Regions from separate parts of the Pan troglodytes genome. Here region 1 is linked to region 2. The links are chromatin contacts, called in public Hi-C maps. All regions are on one chromosome and are shown on one strand. Each heading gives the region's core, a stretch centred on a gene start, on an enhancer-like site or on the middle of the called end of the contact. The rest is flanking DNA. Distances are from core to core; before and after follow the strand shown.

The links. Hi-C and Micro-C count contacts between places; a contact is called where the count stands out from the background.
Region 1: a Hi-C map of stem cell-derived neural progenitor cells shows a contact between it and region 2, with 3 times the contacts expected there. The contact joins two enhancer-like sites. A contact is called at or near these places in 1 of 7 Hi-C or Micro-C datasets (stem cell-derived neural progenitor cells) and 1 of 1 datasets of contacts at active chromatin or transcription factors (stem cell-derived excitatory neurons).

What each region holds. Positions count from the first base shown.
Region 1 is chr23:29,952,386-29,958,846 of NHGRI_mPanTro3-v2.0_pri, reverse strand. MN1 (MN1 proto-oncogene, transcriptional regulator) reads left to right here. Exons shown (of 2, transcript XM_016938877.4): 1 at 1-6,461. The coding sequence starts at 4,231. Among named protein-coding and RNA genes, the nearest start is that of MN1, 9.0 kb to the left of the region's middle. Within about 2 kb of position 2,911, at least 14 of the 24 cell types and tissues checked have an H3K27ac peak or open chromatin away from gene starts, as enhancers often do. A contact at or near this core is called in stem cell-derived neural progenitor cells, where this site is marked.
Region 2 is chr23:29,061,565-29,068,701 of NHGRI_mPanTro3-v2.0_pri, reverse strand. No RefSeq gene overlaps it. Among named protein-coding and RNA genes, the nearest start is that of CRYBB1, 280 kb to the right of the region's middle. Within about 2 kb of position 2,756, at least 8 of the 24 cell types and tissues checked have an H3K27ac peak or open chromatin away from gene starts, as enhancers often do. A contact at or near this core is called in stem cell-derived neural progenitor cells, where this site is marked.

The DNA of each region.
Region 1 (6,461 bases), core at 1,662-4,161, 890 kb before region 2:
GTGAGGCACACGCCCTCACACTCGCAGAAAAAACAGACACACTGGAGCAGAGATACAGGCATGCAAGGGGTGAGGCAGCTGCACACACACAGGTACAAACGCAGTGGCTCACACACACAGAAATGCGGGGTTGGGGGACAGACAGAGAACATGCACCAAGACCCCCAAAGATCCATGCACGAACGCCGACGCAGGCATGGACAGAAACACACGCAGATGCCCCGCCACCCGCATACAAGCAAAGGCACAAAATGCAGACGTGTGCCACACACCCGCACAACATTTGCAGTGTTAAAGAAAGGTGACCGAGACACACATCCTGAACAGAAACTCCGCCAGGCCCAAACACTCCCTTCTTTCAGCCACTCACACACCTTGTGGAGCTAACTCTTGGAAACAGCCCCAGAAAAATACTCCCACACCCCCCCTCCCTGGAGCACACGGAATTATTCCACAGGAAACCTGCCCAGGTGTGCTGGAGACCCCCGCCCAGTCCTGTGTGAAGTCATGCCTCAGCTCTGCAGACGCCCCCATCCGGGTCTCCCCAGACGACAGGCCTGTGAGCCATTCTTCCCACCCTCCTGGCCCACCCCCAGGCACCAGACAGGTCCCCACTTTTCCCTATTTCCTCCAGACACAGAAACACAGGCGGCTCATAGGTGCCTCAGGAGACACCCATAGTCGAGAGCAGACTGAGTATGTGACCCAGTATCTTGGACTATGCCCAGGCCTTTGCCCATGTGGGGGCCTCTTCCTCACAACCAGGTTTTCCTATTGCCTCCCGCTTTTTGTCCAGGAGGTTCAAGATCCCCCCTGCTCTGTCTCGGGAGCCCCAGAGCCCCAGAGCCCCAGGGTCCTAGGCCCCGGGGCGGGGGAGGGGGGTGTCACTGGAGGGCCTACCCAAGCCTTTATTTCTTTGTGCCTAAATCAGCAAAGCCTCAGTCTTTTCTCTGGCTCTCACTTCCCTGTCACTTTGCTAAGTAATAATTTCCATGTCCAATTCCATTTCTTTTCTAGTTCTGAAACCTCTAAGCTATCAGCAAGAGGATAGTTCACATGAAAACTAATTACACAAAATCAATATTTAATCACAGACCAACAACCTGATCCTGCAGAAAAATCCTTTAAAAACTCCACCGCCCTGTACAAATACTTCTTCCCTATGCTTATTTATGGACCTCATTTTTGATGGGGGTAATTTTCATTTTTAATTTCAAAAAAGAAAAAATATATATGTCTGTAAACTTCCACAACAGGAAGGCCCCGGGAAAGGTCTTGGATCTGAGCTTGCTCTGGCTGAGTTTTAAAGTTGTTGGTTTTTCTTGTTTGTTTATTTTTAATTAAAAATTTTTTTGGGCGGGGGGCAATTTCTTAGGAATTCTGCCGCTACCCCAAAGTTGAGCCCATTTCCCCCCACCCCCCGGCATGTCGGTTCTGGCATACTTAGCACTGCCTTCCTAGCCGCAACTCCGGGGAGCAATGAATCTGCGCGTACGACATGGTAACTTTTTAACTCCGGCCCGCGAGGGTAGAGTGCTTAATCTAAGGTTTTTAAATAAAAAGGGCTCAGGGGTCGGTTTTATTATAACGTTTATTTCATTTCAGATTTCATGCGTAATTTAGCAAACGCTAGACAGACTCGGGCGATAAACACTTTCTTTTGTGGGGGGGAAAGGCATTTTCATACACCACGCTTAATTTTATTTAGATTTAATAGCGATATCAGGGGCACTTCAAAGAAAGTTCTTTTTTCGCCCTTCTCCTAAGAATGCGAATCTGCTAGCAAAATCGCCTCGTGCTATTTTATGGCAAGGAAAATTAAAGGCCTTCTCCCCCCTCCTTCCCTACACACACTTTAGGGAGGAACACACACACACACACACGCATGCACACACACACGCACGCACGCAGGCGCGCGCACACGCACACAGGCGCACAGAATAAACACCCCTATCCTCCATCACCTCTAACTTCCAACTTCTAATTGCAAGATAGATTTCAGCCTCTGTGGGGATCAGGACGATCTAAACATTTTAACTAAGATTATTGGGATAAATATTTCATAAAGAGCAGGGCAGATATTAAATTACTCCTATTGATTTTAGTATCACAGCCCAATTCCATTCCTCGGCCTCTTCAGTTTAATTGATCTCTTAAGGAGGCCAACTTCGCACCCGCAGAGGGCCTGGGTCTTGGACCGGGTGGCCCAGGGCAAGGTGTGCGGCCCGGCGGGTGCGCCCTCTTCGTGCGTGTCTTCTCGGGGTTCCCAGCCGCCTCGCAAGTCGCTCCGGTTACTGGGCTCAACCGATGTGCTCCCCCATAAAGTGGCTGAGTGACTGTGACTCCTTGGAGCCCACGCCGGCCGGTGAGAACCGGGAACCCCAGGCAGTGGGGAAGGGGAACAATTGTGAGCGCCCTAGTGACGGAGGAGTGAGCAAGCTCCCAGTTCTCTCGAGGAGAACCCTAACTTCGAGGTTCCCCGTCTGCTTTACCCTCCAAGAAAATCCCAGGGCCGGCTAACTTGGGCGCCGCTAGCGGAGAACGGAGTGTTCACCCCGGAGCCGAAGTGCAGTAGACACTTAGCGACTTTCCGTGGCGAGTCCAGGGTCTTTGCCTGGCGACCTCATTGTCTGAGCGCCCCGTACCGCTCACCGCCCACCTCCCCGCCCCCTGCCCACCCGGTGGGTCTCTCTCCAGTTGGGGGTGGGGAGTTGGGAACAGTGTGAATGGGAAGGGGGTGAACAAAGCCAAGCTCCCGCCATTCTCCTCCGCCTGCACCCTCTCCAGCTCGATGCGCCCGGAGGCCGGGGCGCGCCCCCAGCGCACTGACGCCGGACCCCGAGGAGAGGCGGGCGCAGGGGACCCCAGAGCTGGGGTAGTGCGGGTTCGTGGCGGGGGCTTCGTCAGCTAGGACCCCGGACCACCTTAAGAGCGAGCCCCGCCCCGGGCCCGGAACTTGGGCGGCGCTGATTGGTGCAAATGTAATGGCTGAAATTGATTGCTGAAATGCAAAACTTGTTGCTGCTTCTCCCGGCGCTGGGCGAGAGGCAGACACAGAGAGGGGAGCCGAGACCCTCGGAACGCCCCACGCAGAGCCCCCCCGCTAGTCGGGAGAGGGGTGCGCAGACCCCCCAGAGCTGCCCCCGCGCCCCCCTCCCCCCATTCCGGGCTCTGAGAGCGCAGCGGGAACGCCTTAGCCTGCTCGCCCGGCGTGGCCCCCCGACCCGCGTACGCCCCCCTCCCTCAGGTCCGAGAGGGACTCGCGAAGCACCTCAGCGCGGAGGCAGGGAACCGGAGCCTTGGAGCGACCCAACCCCTCGTCTCGCTGCCCTCCCGCGCCTGCAACGGTGCGCGGAGACTCCGGCGAACTCAGACACCCAACGGCGGAGAACAGAAGCGGCAGGCGGCGGACGTGGCCGCGAAGCTGCGCGCCGGGCGCAGCGCACCCGCTGCCGAGCAGAGGAGCCGCGCCTTTCCCCGACCCTCGTCTCCAGCCCCCGGCGCCTGCCGCCTCGCAGCCCCTCTGCGTCCTCAGCTCGGGGGCCGGCACCGGCGATGCCGAGCGGAGCCTCCAGTCCTCCGACCCGCTGAAGAAGCAGCAGCCGCTCGCCCGGAGCCTACGGGGATTGTGCGAGCGGATCGTGCTCGGTGGAGGCTCGGGCTGCGGGGCGCGGGGACTCCGGGGGGCGGGGGGAGGGACCGCTCTGTCGGTGCCCGGCGCTAGCCGCGGCTTTGAAGGGTCTCCCTCCCCTGCCCTTAGCAGCTCTGCCACGGACTCCGGGAGGCTGCGGGCGGCGTCCTGGGGGCTCCCCAGCAGACCCAATCGGACTTGAGAAGGTGATCGCTCTGCTCTCCCAACCCCCTTCCCTCCCCATTCCCCCCACTTAACTTTTTGTCTCCGTTCATCCGCGGCTTCGTCCCCTCCCCGCAGACCCACCCGCGGCTGTGACAACCGCCCGGGGCATGGGCCCCCCAACACGGCTCCTAGAGGCCCCGCGGCCTCGCAAGATGTGAGAGGCCCTCCCCGGGCAGAATCGGAGCTTCGGGAGAGGAGCTGATACCCCGCCCCCCGTCCCTCACATCAGGCGGGGTGGAGGTGCGCGCTGAGCCCCCGCGGTGCTGAGCGTCCCGGAGCGCCCAATCCTGGGCTGGAACGAGTAGCTGGCCGGAGGCGCGCCGCGGAGAGCCGGCTGTCATGCCCTATTGATCCCCCTCTGCCCCCCGCCAAGTATGTTTGGGCTGGACCAATTCGAGCCCCAGATCAACAGCAGGAACGCTGGCCAGGGCGAGAGGAACTTTAACGAGACCGGACTGAGCATGAACACCCACTTTAAGGCCCCGGCTTTCCACACTGGGGGGCCCCCTGGCCCTGTGGATCCTGCTATGAGCGCGCTGGGCGAACCCCCGATCTTGGGCATGAACATGGAGCCCTACGGCTTCCACGCGCGCGGCCACTCGGAGTTGCACGCAGGGGGGCTGCAAGCGCAGCCTGTGCACGGCTTCTTTGGCGGCCAGCAGCCTCACCACGGCCACCCGGGAAGTCATCATCCCCACCAGCATCACCCCCACTTTGGGGGCAACTTCGGTGGCCCAGACCCCGGGGCCTCGTGCCTGCACGGGGGTCGCCTGCTCGGCTACGGCGGCGCAGCCGGAGGCCTGGGCAGCCAGCCGCCCTTCGCCGAGGGCTATGAGCACATGGCGGAGAGCCAGGGGCCTGAGAGCTTCGGCCCGCAGCGACCGGGGAACCTCCCGGACTTCCACAGTTCAGGTGCCTCCGGCCACGCCGTGCCGGCCCCATGCCTGCCGCTGGACCAGAGCCCTAACCGAGCCGCCTCCTTCCACGGCCTGCCGTCCTCCAGCGGCTCCGATTCCCACAGTCTGGAGCCACGGAGGGTGACGAACCAAGGAGCCGTCGACTCGCTGGAATACAATTACCCGGGCGAGGCGCCCTCGGGACATTTTGACATGTTTTCGCCCTCTGACTCCGAAGGGCAGCTGCCTCATTATGCAGCGGGTCGCCAGGTTCCCGGGGGCGCTTTCCCGGGCGCCTCGGCCATGCCCAGAGCTGCGGGCATGGTGGGCTTGTCCAAAATGCACGCCCAGCCACCGCAGCAGCAGCCCCAGCAGCAGCAGCAGCAGCAGCAGCAGCCCCAGCAGCAGCAGCAGCAGCATGGTGTGTTCTTTGAGAGGTTCGGTGGGGCCAGAAAGATGCCTGTGGGTCTGGAGCCCTCAGTGGGCTCCAGGCACCCGTTAATGCAGCCTCCCCAGCAGGCCCCGCCACCCCCTCAGCAGCAGCCCCCGCAGCAGCCGCCACAGCAGCAGCCGCCGCCGCCACCCGGGCTTCTAGTCCGACAAAATTCGTGCCCGCCTGCGCTCCCTCGGCCCCAGCAGGGCGAGGCGGGCACGCCCAGCGGCGGCCTGCAGGACGGAGGCCCCATGCTGCCCAGCCAGCACGCGCAATTCGAGTATCCCATCCACCGGCTGGAGAACCGGAGCATGCACCCTTATTCCGAGCCTGTTTTCAGCATGCAGCATCCTCCTCCGCAGCAGGCGCCCAACCAGCGGCTGCAGCATTTCGACGCGCCCCCCTACATGAACGTGGCCAAGAGGCCGCGCTTCGACTTTCCGGGCAGCGCGGGAGTGGACCGCTGCGCTTCGTGGAACGGCAGCATGCACAACGGCGCTCTGGATAATCACCTCTCCCCTTCCGCCTACCCAGGCCTACCCGGCGAGTTCACACCGCCTGTGCCCGACAGCTTCCCTTCGGGGCCGCCCCTGCAGCATCCGGCCCCGGACCACCAGTCCCTGCAGCAGCAGCAGCAGCAGCAACAGCAGCAACAGCAGCAGCAGCAACAGCAACAGCAACAGCAACAGCAGCAGCAGCAGCAGCAGCAGCGCCAAAACGCGGCCCTCATGATTAAGCAGATGGCGTCGCGGAATCAGCAGCAGCGGCTGCGCCAGCCCAACCTGGCTCAGCTAGGCCACCCCGGGGACGTGGGCCAGGGCGGCCTGGTGCATGGCGGCCCGGTGGGCGGCTTGGCCCAGCCGAACTTTGAGCGCGAAGGCGGCAGCACGGGCGCCGGGCGTCTGGGCACCTTCGAGCAGCAGGCGCCGCACTTGGCGCAAGAGAGCGCGTGGTTCTCAGGTCCGCATCCGCCGCCCGGAGACCTGCTGCCCCGTAGGATGGGCGGCTCGGGTCTGCCCGCTGACTGTGGCCCGCACGACCCCAGCCTGGCGCCACCTCCTCCGCCTGGTGGCTCGGGGGTGCTGTTCCGGGGCCCTCTGCAGGAGCCGATGAGGATGCCCGGAGAGGGCCACGTGCCCGCGCTGCCTTCACCGGGCCTGCAGTTCGGGGGCAGTCTGGGAGGCCTGGGTCAGCTGCAGTCGCCCGGGGCGGGCGTGGGGCTCCCCAGCGCTGCTTCGGAGCGCCGGCCCCCGCCGCCGGACTTTGCTACGTCTGC
Region 2 (7,137 bases), core at 1,507-4,006:
GGCCCCACCAGCAGAAAAGTACCTAAAATGCCACATGTCACTAATATTGACAGGTTCTAAAAGTAAAACTTGGAAATGGTTCAGGCGACATAAATTAAAATAAAAATATATAGTTTGTCCTTGAGAAAGAATCAGCTAAAATTAAACCTCAGTGTGGGTAGGATGTCCAGGAATATGAGGGAAGGAAACATCAGGGATGCATGGTTCAGAACAGAGTCCCAGAAGGGGAGGCCAAGAAGGACCCAGAGAAAATTCAAGCCAGGACCTTGATGGAAAAAAGAAGGACTGCTCTTCAAGCTGCACCGTCCAATACTGTAGCTGCTACCTTTATGTGAGCATTTAAATATAAATCTAAATACAATAAAAATTCAGCTTCTCAGTTGCACTAACCACTTTTCAAGTGCTCAGTAGCTACCTGAGGCTACTGAGCACTTGAGTTGGAGGGCAGATTAGAGATCACAGAAAGTTCTATTGGACAGCTCTGTCTAGGAGCAGGAGCATCCCTGCCGCTGTGCAGGGTGACTGACACCTGAGTCTCCTCTCCTTCCTCCCAGCCTTCTCTCCTCCCTCCCAGCCTTCTCTCCTCCACTTCCTCCTCTCTTCCTCTCTCCTCTTCTCTCTCTCTTTCCTTCACTCCTCTTTTCTCTCTCCTTCCCTCTCCCTTCTCTTCTTTCTCTCCCCTCCCCTCTCTCACTTTCTCACTCTCCTCTCTTTCTCCTCTTTCTTCCCTCCCCTCTCTTCTCTCTCTGTTTTGCCTTCCCCTCTTGTCTCTCTTTTTTTTTTTTAAGTTTTACTCTAAGTTCAGGGGTACATGTGCAGTTTTACTATATAGGTATACCTGTGTCATAGGGATTTGTGGTACAGATTATTTTATCACCCAGGAATGAAGCCCACTACCCATTAGTTATTTTTCCTGATCCACTCCCTCCTCCCATCCTCAACCCTCCGATAAGCTCCAGTGCGTGTTGTTCCCCTCTATGTGTCCATGTATCCTTGTCATTTAGCTCCCACTTATAAATGAGAATATGCAGTATTCAGTTTTCCATTCCCGTGTTATGTTGCTAAGGATAATGGCCTCCAGCTCCATCCATGTTCCTGCAAAGGACATGATCTTTTCTTTTTCTTTCTTCTCCTTTCTTTTTCTTTTCTCTTCTTTCCCTCTTCTCTCTCCTCTGTTCCTTTCTCTTCTCTCTTTCCCTCTTCTCTCTCCTCTCTTTATCTTTCTTCCCTCTCTTTTCTCTCCCTTTCTTCCCCCGTCTTTCTCCTCTCTTCTCTCCCTTTTTCTCTCTCTTTCTAAATGACTGCTTGCCTCCCCCCAACTGTCTTTCTCTTTGCCTCTTTCTCTCTTCTATTTCCCTTCCATTTTATTTGCTTTTCTAAAACATAAATACATTGAATTCAGAAGGCAGCGCGGGATTTGGAAACCAGGGGTCCAAAGCCCTGCTTGACCATTTTGCAGCTGTGAGATTTCAGGCAAGTGACTCCAGCAGGCTCGTCATCCTCCACACTGGTAATTATGGAGAAAATAATACCTACTGTGCTTGGCCATTGAATTACATCACCTGTTCAGTGGCACGCAGTAGGTGCTCAGTGGTTGCAACTTTTTCTTCTCCTTGATCACAAAGCTTCAGAGGCTCAAAAAAATCTACCAGAACTTTTTCAGCCTCTTAAGCTCAGAATAGGAGCCTCGCCATATTTTCCATCTTTCATCTCTGGCTTTAACCCACTCAACCCTCTCCCACATTCCAAACATTCCATGCACTTTCCGGCCACTGGGCCTTTGCACATGCTGTGTGCCCAGCCTGGGTTGCCCTTTCCCCTTTTGCTTGCCTTAGCCTGCTTCCCTCAGTGGAGAATTCGGCTCAGAGGTCACCACAGCTTCTTCATCCTCTGCAGCTACTAACACAGGACAGGCTGAGGAACCCAATAAGGAAAGAAGGTGTAGATAGAACCCCAGAGAAATTAGAGAGCTGGTCAGGCTCATTTCAGGCAGACTGAAACCTGGTCTCAGTCTCTGGCTGAGATGACATATTTCATTCATTCAATCAACAGTTTTGGGCATCTACTGTTTGCATACTCCTGCCCCAGCTGGATGCAGAGATGCATCAGGCAAGTTCCTTTCTGGAGCGGTCACAGCCCAGTGGGGAAAGAGACCCTCCCCAGTGCAGTTACTAGACAGCGTGGTAAGTTCTGGAATACAGGTGGGTGAAGGTTCCCCGGTCGCACAAAAGGGGGCTAGCAGTCCACTTGAGGAAGTTATGGGGACTTCAGAAAATGCCCCAAGAGCAGAGTATTTGGTGCAGCAGGAGGTGAGGTTGCCACAAAGAAGCTAGCTTTTGTGGTAGGGACATTCCAGGACAGGTGACAAGTCAGGACTGGAGGAGGCTTGTGAGAGCCAAAGGAGTCCAGGGCCAATAGCTTTTCAGTGGGACTGAGCTTAGCTAGGAAGAGGGGACTAGAAGGAAAGCAGGTCAGGAGGGTGAAAGGGGCAAGACCATCACGAGAAGTCACATAGGTTGGCTAAGGAGCCGGGACTTGACCCTGAGTGCAGCCAGGAGTCCCGGAAAGGGTTAAAGCAAGGGAGACCCGTGACCATAGAGGCAGTTTAGAAATCTGACTGCTCTGGGCCGGCCCTATGATGGGAGACAGTGTGGGGTCCGGCTCAGAAAGGAGGTGAGGGCCGAGATAGGCAAGGGTGGCCCTGGTGCAGACAAGAGCAGGGGAGAGGTGAAGCGGCGAAAGAGGGGCGGGTCCCATCTCGGGCCTCGCCCTTCCCCCTTTGGCGGCGGCTGCCTCGGGCGTCTAACCACCTCCCCCTCCCCAGCCCTTTCCCTCCCCACCCCCTCCCTGCCTTCTGGCTGCACAATTTGTGAAGAACATTATGTAAATGGGCTTTATGCAAATCTAGCCTCTCCCCCTGCTCGCTCGCTGGACTCCTGAACCCTAATTAACTTGCCAAAGCCTAATGTTGCCGTCCCCTTTACACCGGCCCAGCCCCCCCGCCCGCTCCCCCTACCAGGAAATCCGTCTTCAGAAGCAAGCGCGGTGTAATCGCTCCCTCATTTGAATGTGCGAGCTGTCGCCCACACCCTTAGCCCGCAGGAGAAGGCGGCCTTTCAGCCCCTGACACTTGTGCTTCCGATACGGCTCCAAAATAAATGCCTCTTTTTCTTCCCCCCACCCCCTCCCGCCTTATTTTTGCTTGCTTCTAGACCCAGAAACAGCCTGGGTAAAGTTGATGCAATTTCTCATTATCTTCAAGTCTTTCGTCCACCACTAGCATCACCCTCCCCTCCCCGACCTCAAGGTAAGGAATCTAATACCCTCTCCTCTCCATCGCTCTCAAAATAGCCGCTCAGGAAAGGAGCAAGGGCCGGCGCGGTGGCTCATGCCTGCAATCCCAGCACTTTGGGAGGCCGAGGGAGGCAGATCACCCGAGGTCAGGAGTTCAGACCAGCCTGGCCAACAAAGTGCAACCCTATCTTTATTTGCAACCCTATCTTTATTAAAACAAACAGGAGGCTAAGGCAGGAGAATTGCTGGAACCGGGGAGGAGGAGGTTGCGGTGAGCCGAGATCGCGCCCACTGCACTCCAGCCTAGGTGGAAAAGGAAAGAAAGAAGGAAAGAAGGAAAGAAAGGGAGGCGGGGGGGGGGGGAGAGAGAGAGAGAGAAAGGAAGGAAGGGAAAGAAAGAAGAAAGAGAGGGAGGGAGGGAGAGAAAGGAGGGAGGGAGAGAGAGGAGAAAGACAGGAAGGAAAGAGAGAAAGACAGGAAGGAAGGAGAGCGAGAGGAAGGAAGGAAGGGAGGGAGCAGGGAGGGAGCAGGGAGGGAGGGAGGGATTGGTGTTTTTTGAAATCAGAACAGCAAGGATGTATTCAGCTCCTGCTCCCTGCAAGGCACTGTGTGCCTACCACCTAAATGAAGGTATGTTGTTGACCTAGAAAAGACTCCAGGAGCGTCTCTTCCAGCCTGCTTGTTTTTTTTAAAGACAGGGTCTTGCTCTGTCACCCAGGCTAGGGTGCAGTGGTATAATCACAGTTCACTGCAGCCTTGAATTCCTGGGCTCAAACAATCCTCCAGCCTCAGCCTCCTGAGTACTATAGATGCATACGTGCCACCATGCCCACCTAATATTTTTAAAATATTTTTTGTAGAGAGCTTTGTTTCCCAGGCTGGTATCAAATTCCTGGCTTCAGGTAATCCTCCTGCTTTGGCCTCCTGAGTAGCTGGGACTACAGGCATGTGCCACCATGCCTGGCTAATTTCTTTAAAAAAATTTTTATAGAGACAGAAGAGGTCTCACTGTGTTGCTGAGGCTGGTCTCAAACTCCTGGCCTCAAGCGATCCTCATTGTCTGGGCCTCTCAAAGTGTTGGGATTATAGGAATGACCCACCATGCCGGGCCCTTGATTTTTTTTTTTTTTTTTTTTTTTTTTTGTCTTTGTTGAGACAAGCTGTCACTCTGTTGCCCAGGCTGGAATGCAGTGGTGCAATCTCACCAGCCCTTGATTTTTTTTTTTTTTTTTTTTTTTTTTTTGAGAGAGTCTCGTGCTATTGCCCAGTGGCACAATCTCAGCTTACTACAACCTCTGCCTCCCTGATTCACGTGATTCTCCTGCCTTCACCTCCCGAATAGCTGGGACTACGGGCACGCACCACCACGCCCAGCTAATTTTTGTATTTTCCGTAGAGGCAGGGTTTCACCATGTTGACCAAGCTGGACTTGAACTCCCAACCTCAGGTGATCCACCCGCCTCCGCCTCCCAAAGTCCTAGGATTCCAGGCGTGAGCCACCGCGCCGCCGGCCCAGCCTTGATTTTAAAGATAGTTGAACCTATGTTCCACCACCAATGACGCATCCAAGGTCAAGCAGCAGGGATGGGCTGGAAGGCAGCCTCCCAGTCCCCCACCAGCCTGGGCCTTTCTGCTTAACATCCCTCGTTCCAAACAGCACAGCCTAAAGTAGCTGAGCTCTTCTGGCAGCCTTGTGCCTGCTCCCTTCAAGTGCAGAACAAAGCAAAATAAAGGCTTTCCCTGGAAACAAGAAGAATCGTGTTGTCAGCCGGTTCGTGCTGCTGCAGCAAATCTCCTGGATGTGGCTCCCCAAACAGAGATGGGAGGGGGGTGGCTGCCTCTGCAATCTGGGGGCAGAGCAGGCAAGGCGTCTAGGGCTCGGCGTCTAGGGTTTTTGAAAGATGCAAGATGTCGGACATTTGCTGGGGTGCTAACAAGCAGGGCTGTCATTCATTTGTTCGTTCACTTATTCAACCATCATTTATTCAGGAAATATTTAGTGTCCATAGTGCCTGGGCCAGAGTGAATCCCAAAATATATTTCTGCCCGCAGAACCAGGTAACCCACTTGTCACTGGCTACAAGAAACCAAGATCACCATATGCAAACAGCCGTCTGACACCAAGTCTTTCCTGCTGGCCAAATCTCCCTCCCTCCTCCCCCAGCAACCTGGCATCTGAATAAAGGACCTACATTTGGAAATCCCCATCATCATCTTGTTCCTTCATTTTCATTTCTGCAAAGAAGTAATATACGCCTGCGCTTAGTCCTGAGGAGGACAGTTCATCCTGAAAGGCAGTTTATCCTGGAGGAGAGGATCTGGAGTCACGCACGGGTTCAAATCTACAAGCTTTGGCAAGGCACCACTTTCAAAGCCTTTTTATTCTCATCTGTAAAAGGGGTGTCACAACCATGCCTAGCTCTCAGGTTGAAGGGGGATTAAATGGAGAAATGGGAAAATGTAGAAAATATCACCCTCTTTCTGAGATAAAAGCCTGTTCACAGAATCTCTATTGAAGCCATCAATTTCTCATTGAGGTTTCAAAAACGAGGATAGAAAGCCAGAATTCTTGTAAGTTTTTGGTGAGGATTTTGTTATAGCGGAGATATCTTTGAAGACAGTTTTCGAAAGCACTTTGATCTGGTCACTCTCTGAGCCTCAATTTTCTGAGTGCTAAAATGGGAATAATAAAATTAGCCACCCCAAAGGGTTATAGGAAGGAATTAATTAGGGAGGTCTTAGTACTGTGTGAGTCACATAGTTATGGCTCTGTGAATCTCAAAGAACATAGACATAGATACACTCAATTACACTAGGCAACGGGGAATTTTTTGAACATCAATTAATTAATTAAAAGTTAGTTTCCCAGTTTCTCTATTAAGAAAAGGTTTTTTTTTTCTTTTTTCCCAGACATGTAAAGGATGATTTAAAAAGAAATGTTGGATTATGTCTTTATTTCTATTTGGAAAGAAAAAACAAAAAACAACACATTTTAGTGATCATGGAAATTACTGAGTTTGCTTATTCCAATAGAAGGCAAATCATTATCTCTGAGATTCAGAATTCAGTAAGCCTGTATATCCTGAGGTCCTAAACGCTCAGCTTAAGTAAACAGAGGGTATGGTCTGACCATACCCTCTATGGATATACTTAAGGATATATTCATACATCCAATGACAAATGCTAGGATATACATGGTATACTTTATAATTTTATATAATTATTATAGAGCCTTCCCACAATGCCTTTCCATCCCCTCTGCTTTGAAATGCTATCATGTGGACAATAGAACACCAGCCACTACAGATGGTACTAGGGTTCTAGTTCATCAGCAACAGTCAATCTCACATAGAAATGTTGCTTAGTCCCATAGTGCAAACAGGCCTCCTTTAGCACGCCAACTCCCATTAACTGGTAGCCGTGGCCTGAGGTATGGTGTTAAGGAGGATTCTGATGTCTTGTTTAAGCCCAATGCCAAAGAGTGCCTAATTGATGAGTGATGTCCGCTATGGAACCAGGTGATGGTCAGTGCATGGGCGCCTCTTGTTTGCTAATCCCAAGCTAGTATAACCCCTGTGTGTGATAATGGAAGTAGCTGAGATTCAGAGAGGGGACTAGATTTGCCAGGGTCACCCAGCTATTTAGGGACAGAGCCAGAACTAGAGTAAATACCTCCTGGCTCCATGCCCAGGTCTCTTTTCTCCCCATCGGGATGGATGCGGGTTCTTAATCAAGGCTCAGGGGTATCTACGTAACAGTCATAACATTTGGCATTTGTCACACTATTTACCCCCATATGGTTCCAGAGAAATTTACAGTGATTACACACGAGAAATACACACG